Linked DNA regions of Mus musculus: all the other regions are linked to region 2. A link is a contact called in public promoter capture Hi-C data. All regions are on one chromosome and are shown on one strand. Each heading gives the region's core, a stretch centred on a gene start, on an enhancer-like site or on the middle of the called end of the contact. The rest is flanking DNA. Distances are from core to core; before and after follow the strand shown.

Region 1 (2,700 bases), core at 64-2,563, 740 kb before region 2:
GCTTGGGTAGATACTTGGTGTGATGAGGTCCTCAGTACAATTTCTAGCACCATACACATTTAAAATATATAGTATATAAATTAATTATGTTAAATATTTAATATATAAATTAATTAAATATATAATAATATATAGCATATAATATGTATTATATATAACGTGGGAACAAAAGTGTTATAGTTCATATTCACATAATTGATATTATACTTAGATGGTATAAAGCCTACCACTGAAAGATTTAATGAAAAATTAGGAAAACCTTAAATATTAATAAATGGATAGCTACATATTAGTAGAAACACTCATTACGTAGCACATCTTTTAGCCATTAAAACTATGAGTCAACTCAAACCTTCAAGCAGGTTTAAGAAATAAAAAGTGAAAAAAAGTTGCTCAAATGAAATATATTTACTCACAAAATTATTCTTGGTTTTGGTATTTGTGATTTTTATTTACCAGAAAAATTCTACACAGTGAGCCCCTAAGAATGGGATGGGGCAAGCACTGGAAGATTTAATGTTCCCCCCTCTTCCTGGGTTATTTTGATTTCTCTAAAGAATATGAATTTGTTTGGGGCAGTGGTGGCACACGCCTTTAATCCCAGTACTTGGGAGGCAGAGGCAGGCGGATTTCTGAGTTTGAGGCCAGCCTGGTGTACAGAGTGAGATCTAGGACAGCCAGGGCTACACAGAGAACCCTGTCTTGAAAAACCAAAATAAAATAAAAAAAAAATAAAAGAATATGATTTGTGACTTCCCAGAAGCATGCAGATCCTTCTGTACGGCGTTTCTAACGTGAAAAAGGAGCCTAGTGCCCAGAAACTCTGCTTAAATGTTACACAGGGATCACCATGCAAATGCTGCAGGGGCCCAAATTCCCTCAGCTCCGCAAGTTAAATTCCATCCAAAGCAAGGCAGAGGTCTGAGCGCTATGCAGGGGCGCCCCCTTCTGCAGTGTGCTGGGGTGTGCTGTTGGAGGGAGGGGTGACTAGAGGAGAAAAGAATCTATCATCAAGGCCAGCTCTGACCACACGGGGGTGACAGTGCCTAGGCTTTACCCCACACTCCCAGCTCAGGGAAATGCCTCCAGCAAAGAAGCCAACCTTCTGGCTGCGGTGGCTGAGGCTGCTGCTGTTGCTGCTGCTGTTCAAGCTGTTTCTTCCGTTTGGCTTCTAGGACTGGGTTTTCATATTGCGTCTTCCTGTTGATGTGGCTGGGAAGAAAGGAAAGCAGTTCTCAGGGAGGAAATACTCATTCTAGCAAGAAAAGGCCGGGCAAATCGATTAGTTGAGGCACAGCAGAGGGTCTGGAGTGGATATGCAGATAGACATAAACACAGCTCCCATTATGGCTGTGTATGTGCAGTGAGACCTAGGGTGTGGTTGGAATGCATCTTACTAGAAATCCCTAGCAAATGTCCTGAGGCAAATAGCTTTACTCACCAGCGGAAAGCCCTTGTTTACAGGGAACCTGTTCCCAGAGCCCCAGTGAATGCTGGAGCCCAGGATAGCGTCCAATCCAATATGAATATGGTTTTCCCTCTGCATCTGTACACACCTATGACCCAGTTTAACTTATAAAACAAGCACAGCAACAGATCAACAGCAACAATTCACTGTAGCCCTCAGTAGTTTCCACATATGATTTATTTCCTTAGCCACTTAAAGGAACTTCTGCCTGCCTCTTCAGCACGTTCCAATTGCCCACGCTGTGACCTTTGTGCTCTGGGCCTATCAGGAAGTTAAATAAGGGACATTTGAACACAGTGTATGACAGTGTATGACACTGTGACAGCTGACCTTGTAACTGAGCTGGCCACCAAGTGACTGATTGACAGGCAGTGCATAAAGCTTAGCTGCACTGGATGAGGGGTGCTTTGTGGCCTAATCTCCATGGAGCAGCAAGGAAAGAGACCTTACCGTGCCCTGAATGACACCCAACTTGAAACTTAAATTTTATTTATTTTTTTCTAAAGTTTTCTATGCCATTTTTTTTTTCAAGCAACAATTCACCTTGAGTATGTGAAGCATGTAAGTGTGGACACAATAGTATTTCATGTGGGGATGAGAAGTACGCCTCTGTGTAGTTCTCTTTGTGTGGCATTATTAACTAGTATGCTCACTCAGCTATGCTTGCTTTTGAATTCAAGGGCTTGAGCCAGTGACTCTACCCCTATTTCAAAGCTAGCATCTGAGAGGGGGGGGGTACATTAAATTCACCAAGAAGTACACTCTGAATTACTAAGAATTAAGAGTCAACTGGAGCTGGGATGTTGTCTGTGGTCTACAATAGCAAAACTCTTGAATGGCTTTACATAGCAAGGTATGGAGAAGCCTAAGGGTGAAGTCAAAAGGACTCCACTAACATCTGTCAATTATGGCAACCCAATGAATGACCAAGAGGAAAGACCAAATTCACAGCCTATAGGCAATGATAGTTCTAAGGTAGTTAAACTATGTGAATGCAATGTATTTAAAGTGACAAAGATCCAGACATTTTAGATGACTCTGTCACTAGTAAGGCCGGGCAAGCACACGCACTTACCCCCACAACGCACACACATCAACATACACCCATCATCCACATGAGTGTTTCTGTGTGATGGCCTTATTTATTTTGTATTTATACTAAGTATAAATACATGTATATATAGATGGTTTCACATATACATATGTGTGTATGTACACGTGTATGTACTCCT
Region 2 (2,700 bases), core at 4-2,503:
ATAACAGTGACTAGGTAGGTGGAACTATATATGTAGCCTTTGTGGCTACATCTATACTGCCCTTGCATGTTCAAGACCCTAGAAAGAAAACCCAAATTATTATCCAAGTGTAATGGCTCACATCTGTAATTCCAACATTTGGGAGGCAGAGGCAGGACAATTGTTATGAGTTTGAGGTCACCAGAACTACATAACTACATTGCCAGTTCTAGCCTATCATAGGCTACAGTGAAACTCAAATACCAACTGAAATACACACACACACACACACACACACACACACGTAAGTAAATTGTAAACTAGCAATCCTACTGTCCTGCAGAGCAATGGTACTTATTCTTCCTGTCTTCCTCCATCTACACGAGGGCCCTGCTAGGTAAACACATATTCTACCATTGAGTTACACTCACTATTAAGCTGTATTTTTTTAAGTATTAAATTCTATTTATTTCACTATCAACATATTAATATGTAATAAAATATAATATGCAAAATATATGATATACAATAAATATTAGGTATGTCCACAGACATTGGGAGACAGCTTGTGGGAACTGGTTGTCTCTTTCACCCTATGGGTCCCAGGGAGTGAACTCAGGTTGCAGGGTTGGTGGCAAGAGCTTTTACCTGCAGAACCATCTCACTCGCCCTATCTAATAGGAATTTGTTAGTTGTCACCTCCAGAATTGGAGGCAAGCGCCTTTACCTACTAAGCTATCTCACTGGCCCTAACTAATTGTATTTTGATAGCAGCTACCTCCATCCTTCTTCCCTTCGTAGTCTCTAGTGATCACTCTCCTACTTTAAGTACATTAATTTAAAGAGAAATAAACGTCAGTACAAATGGAGAATACTTTTTTTTTTTTTTTGGTAATAAAAACGTATTTTTGTTTAACATTTTTTTTCTTTCTTTCTGGAATTGGATCAACAGAAATCCAGCCAGCCTGCACAGATAAAGCGAAGGAATAACGGACTTGGATTGTGAGTAGGAAACCACAGGGCTGGCCTTCAGGTACAGGCAGTGCCGCCTGGTCCCAGTCCTGCCAGCTCTGGTCTCTCCTCCGGGGTCTTTCGTAGATCCCATCCGGGGCCACAGGCTTGTGCGAGGCTCTTGCCTAGCGCCTCCGGAGCCGGCTGCTGAAGGACAGGAAGCCGGAGAAGCTCCAAACCCCAGGGTCCTCCAGGAAAGGCTCAGCGACCAGCACCGAGCGACGCACGTGCTTTTGTTGTGGTGTGACGTCACGAGTTCTGCCCCGGAAGTAGTTGCTCCATATCCCGCCCCAACATGGCGGCGCCCAGCTCTTTAAGTCAGCACCTGCTTTTGCCCAGCTTGTGATTTTTAACCTTGGCGGCGTTGGGAGACCATGGACGCGCCGGGCTTCACGGCCTCGCTGGTGGTGAGTACCGGGTAGGGGTGGGCTGCTGGGTGCAGGCTGCGTGGGAGCTGTGGCGGCTTCTCTGCACTGCCGCTTTCTTCCGGGTTTAAGCAGTGGTCGGTCTGTCCTCAGGTCACTGGCTGCTAGATCTAGGACCAAGCCTAGAGACGTCTGGGAAGTCTGTTCTCAAGGCTTGGTGGCTTCTGATGGGCTTTTAGAGATGAGGTATGCTTGACACATTGTCTTATTTACTGAAGGCTTCAGTAAATTAAGACTTCCCTTGTACACCATATTCACCTGAACTTGGGAATTAAACATGCAAATACACACTATTCAGGAAAACACTTACGACCCATCCATCCAAGATACTAGCTTGTCTTTTTGAAGTTTCTACACATTTAGTTCCTAGTAATCTGCTCATTTTTCTCCACGTTTAGGCTTTGAAGAAATACTGAGCATAAGTAGTGGTGTTGTGGAGTCGATGGTTTATTGGCTAATTCTGTCGATTTATGAGAACCAGTGCTTTTTGAGGGGCCTATAACAGCAGGTCTAGCAGGAGATAATAGATTTAGCAGATGTAAGAGAGACTGGTTAACTTTGATTTTATTCTGGAAGAGTGAACAGAAGCAGACAAGAAATACCTTCATTTTTAAAATGCTCCTGCTAAGGGCAAATAGAAGCCCAGGGGCATTTGTTTACAGAACTAGCTACTGCTCTGATGGAAGGGTTGGAGATAGAGTGTTGAACAAGAGAAACCTGCCCATAAGAGTTAGATGTAGGAGACAGTACAGAAGTGACTGCTCGGGTAAGTGACAGGTGGACTAGGTTCAGGACATTATGGGAAGAGGTGATAACAGGTTATGGGCCAGGCATCCTAAATATATGAGATTCATTTGTGTTTGGGGAGATGGCTCAGTAGTTATAGCATCTGTAGTTCAGTTCCCAGAACCCTGGGAAATGTTGGGTGGGTCTGGTGGCCCATGTGTAATTCCGGTGCTCAGAAGGTGGAGACAAGGGATCCCTGGAGCAAGCTGGTGAGCTAGACTAACCTTTAGTGATCTCTAGATCCTTTGCTTCAGTGAAGAAAGAGGAGAGACAATGAGAAAGACTTCTGACTCAAGGTTGGGCTGCACACACACACACACACACACACACACACACACACACACACATATGTGCACGAGCACAAGCACATAGCACATCGCACCCAGGCTCATTTCATTGTATTTAATTTTCATTTACTGTTATTTACTTCTCCAAAGCTCTGAAAGCACAGGTGCTCTTTCCCCCATTTTGTACATGAAGAAATAGAAATGAAATCGTT
Region 3 (2,700 bases), core at 183-2,682, 830 kb after region 2:
CTACTTCCCTTGAAAAATGAGAGGAGCTGGCAATATTGGCTTGAATCAGCCACAGCTGCAGTTGCTGTAACTGAGGACCAGCTGCTGGGACAAATGATCTCTCCAGCCCCCTACCCTGTGCCACCTGGACTGCTCTTTCGCCGCAACTTCTGATCAAACCCACAGGCATTTGGATTTCAATTCTAGCATTTTTTTTCTTATATAAAGATGGCATTCTGAACTGAGAAAGGAACACTAAAGAGGACCAGGAGACTGAACAATCAATGTCCTGGGACTAAGGACCATTTGGAACTAAGAACCATTACCATGGGAAACAGTGGGGCAAAAAGGTTAGACGCATAAGAGAAACAGGATGTGGTAGGAAGCCATGGGTCCAGCCTTCACTAGCCTAGGCAATTTGGAGTTCTCTGGGCCACCATTTCTTCATTCAGAATATATGTTTAATGGCTGGTTGTAGAACTTAAAATTCAAGTAAGTATTTTTAAGCAACCACCATGCACCAGAGACTCTTGTGAACACTGGTAGGAGAACAATAATTGAAACAAAGCCTGTATTTATGTGGCATATTTGAAGTGACATCGTGTCAACCAGAACAATGTCTGGCACATAATAAAACTCAATACATGTCAGCTATTATTATTCATGATCTGTTTTCTCCTCAAAAGTACTACTTGCCTTTGGAAGTCATAAATCCATTTAAGCTTGTGTTTTACTTCCTGGTAGTGTCGACAGAAAGCATTCAGAATGATCATGAGACTTGTCCAGGCTTAGCAGACAGGAATACGATGATTGGTTATTGATATCTGCAGGGAGCTTGAGTTATGTGCACAGAAATACATCTGGAGGTTTGGGCCATGCTGTTTGGAAGACTTCCTTTTTTATGCAAAATACACATATGTCCTTGGGAGTATTCTCAATCTTTCTCAGGTTTGGTGTTCTGGGTAAATCCAAAAACACCATGCCCCAAATTGTTCCTTTTAGCAAACAGTTCAGAATAAGGCAAAGTCATGTTCTACTGTTGCAGGGGTCAACAGAAGCACACAGCTCAAAGGCCTATGATCTAGGGGGCTTTTCAAGAATTGGCCCAACAACCTAGCTGTAGAGATGACCCTTGTAGAGCTGTAAATCCAACTCAGTGGGACAGAAGTATTCAAATGCCTGCCAGAGATAGTAGAATAGCTTGAAGAAAAACACAAGAGTTCCAACTAAGATACATAAGCCCCAGAGATCATACCAGTAAACCAACAGGCCAGGATTCTTTCTACCTGTGTCTATCCACCCCCAAATCCCAGCTTCTCCTGTCTCTCCTCACCCCACTGGTCTTCAGTCCATTCACAGTTCCAGGCCTGACAGGGTAGAAGGACGCTGCATGGTTTCTCCTTCGTAGACATACCCCAGGGTCCAGCCTCTCCAAGTTGCTCAGGAGCTAATGTGAAATCAAGCCCTTCCCAGCAATGTTAAATAGAAGCTTCCTGTGTTCCCTTGAAGCTCCCACCTGCAGCACCAGTCTGGGGGCAGTTCTTCATTGGAATCATCTGTGTCCACTCACGTGGAAGCCAAATTCACAACAGGTAGCTGTGGTAGAGGAGGTCCCTGGTGGGTGAGAGAGAGGAAGCCTTTTGTAGCTTACAGCTTACAGGTGGACAGACAAGATGACATGCTGTTTTAAGAACCGCAGGGACCTATGCAGAGCCTGGGATATGGGCTTATGTGCTAGTTCAACTTCCACACATCGCAGAGGCTGCAGGCTACTAAATTATTTTCATCCTGCTCCCCGTTAAAATAGTGCCTTACACTCCAAGCCCCATACTATTGCTTCCAGGTAAAACAAACCCTGAATTATGCCAAATTATGTCTGAAAGTCGTACCGAGCTCCTTGGTTTCCCATGTGACATGCTGGAATTTCTTGATCAGAGCTCTGAGTGCTGGTCAGTCTCACTGACCTTGAGAAGACACAGAGCTGATCTACTCAGTCTCCACTCAGTCCCTGTGCTCCAGCTCAGAGGGCTGTAAACTTTTCTAGGCGGGCCAAATAACAAATGTGTTTGGCTCTGTAGGCCACAAAACTCCTTGACCTTGTTATAATGGAAGAGAAGAAACTAGAAAATGTAAACAAATGAACACAGCTGTGAGACAATAAAACTTTATTTACAGAATAGTGGCTTGGGTTTGGCCTACTGCTGGCTAGTGTCTGGATGTTATGAATGCCATCTAAAATAAAATCATAAACATAATTAAAATATTATGACGTATTCTTGCAAATTTTTTTTCACAAGGGGGATTGCTTAGTTCTCCATTGTGAGCTTTGTAGATGACAACATTTCCTCTTGAGGTTGAAAGCTGGACACAGCTGTCTACTCGTCTCTTCCCCTGATCTAGCACACTGTGTCATTAGTGAGTCTATGTTTAGTATAAAATAGACCAGTTAAACTTCTTGCTCAGTCTCCACAAGGGCTGAAAGCAGAAGTGGATGTGTGGTGTGGCGCAGTAGGCACAGAAATGTGTGGGTGTAGGTACCCCGTTTCTGGGCACAGACAGGAAATCCAACAGCAAGAACATTTGGAGGCATTTTAAGAACTGTGACCACGTGACCATGCAACCACTTCCTAGGATTTCGCTGAAACTTCAAGGTGCCACTATGCTGTGAGCAGATGTCTTAAGCTCCATTCCAGTGACAGATTTTATTTTGGGGAATCCTGC

Evidence for each region. Promoter capture Hi-C pulls out the DNA fragments that hold promoters and counts their contacts.
Region 1: a promoter capture Hi-C map of 3T3-L1-derived adipocytes shows a contact between it and region 2, with 6 times the contacts expected there. The contact joins the enhancer-like site here to the promoter of Slc25a26 in region 2. A contact is called at or near these places in 8 of 39 promoter capture datasets (the 3T3-L1 cell line, 3T3-L1-derived adipocytes, frontonasal cranial neural crest and 4 more), 1 of 115 datasets of contacts at active chromatin or transcription factors (embryonic stem cells) and 1 of 9 other capture datasets (adipose tissue).
Region 3: a promoter capture Hi-C map of hippocampal neurons shows a contact between it and region 2, with 2.8 times the contacts expected there. The contact joins the promoter of AY512915 here to the promoter of Slc25a26 in region 2. A contact is called at or near these places in 2 of 39 promoter capture datasets (hippocampal neurons and liver).

What each region holds. Positions count from the first base shown.
Region 1 is chr6:93,756,553-93,759,252 of GRCm38.p6, forward strand. It overlaps Magi1 (membrane associated guanylate kinase, WW and PDZ domain containing 1), which reads right to left. Exons shown (of 24, transcript NM_001029850.4): 9 at 1,103-1,212. Among named protein-coding and RNA genes, the nearest start is that of Gm23035, 36 kb to the right of the region's middle. Within about 2 kb of position 1,314, at least 78 of the 459 cell types and tissues checked have an H3K27ac peak or open chromatin away from gene starts, as enhancers often do. A contact at or near this core is called in 3T3-L1-derived adipocytes, adipose tissue, embryonic stem cells and 1 more, where this site is marked.
Region 2 is chr6:94,499,061-94,501,760 of GRCm38.p6, forward strand. It overlaps Slc25a26 (solute carrier family 25 (mitochondrial carrier, phosphate carrier), member 26), which reads left to right and starts at 1,254. Exons shown (of 10, transcript NM_026255.5): 1 at 1,254-1,397. The coding sequence starts at 1,365.
Region 3 is chr6:95,332,561-95,335,260 of GRCm38.p6, forward strand. AY512915 (cDNA sequence AY512915) reads right to left here and starts at 1,433. Exons shown (of 4, transcript NR_033559.1): 1 at 1,313-1,433.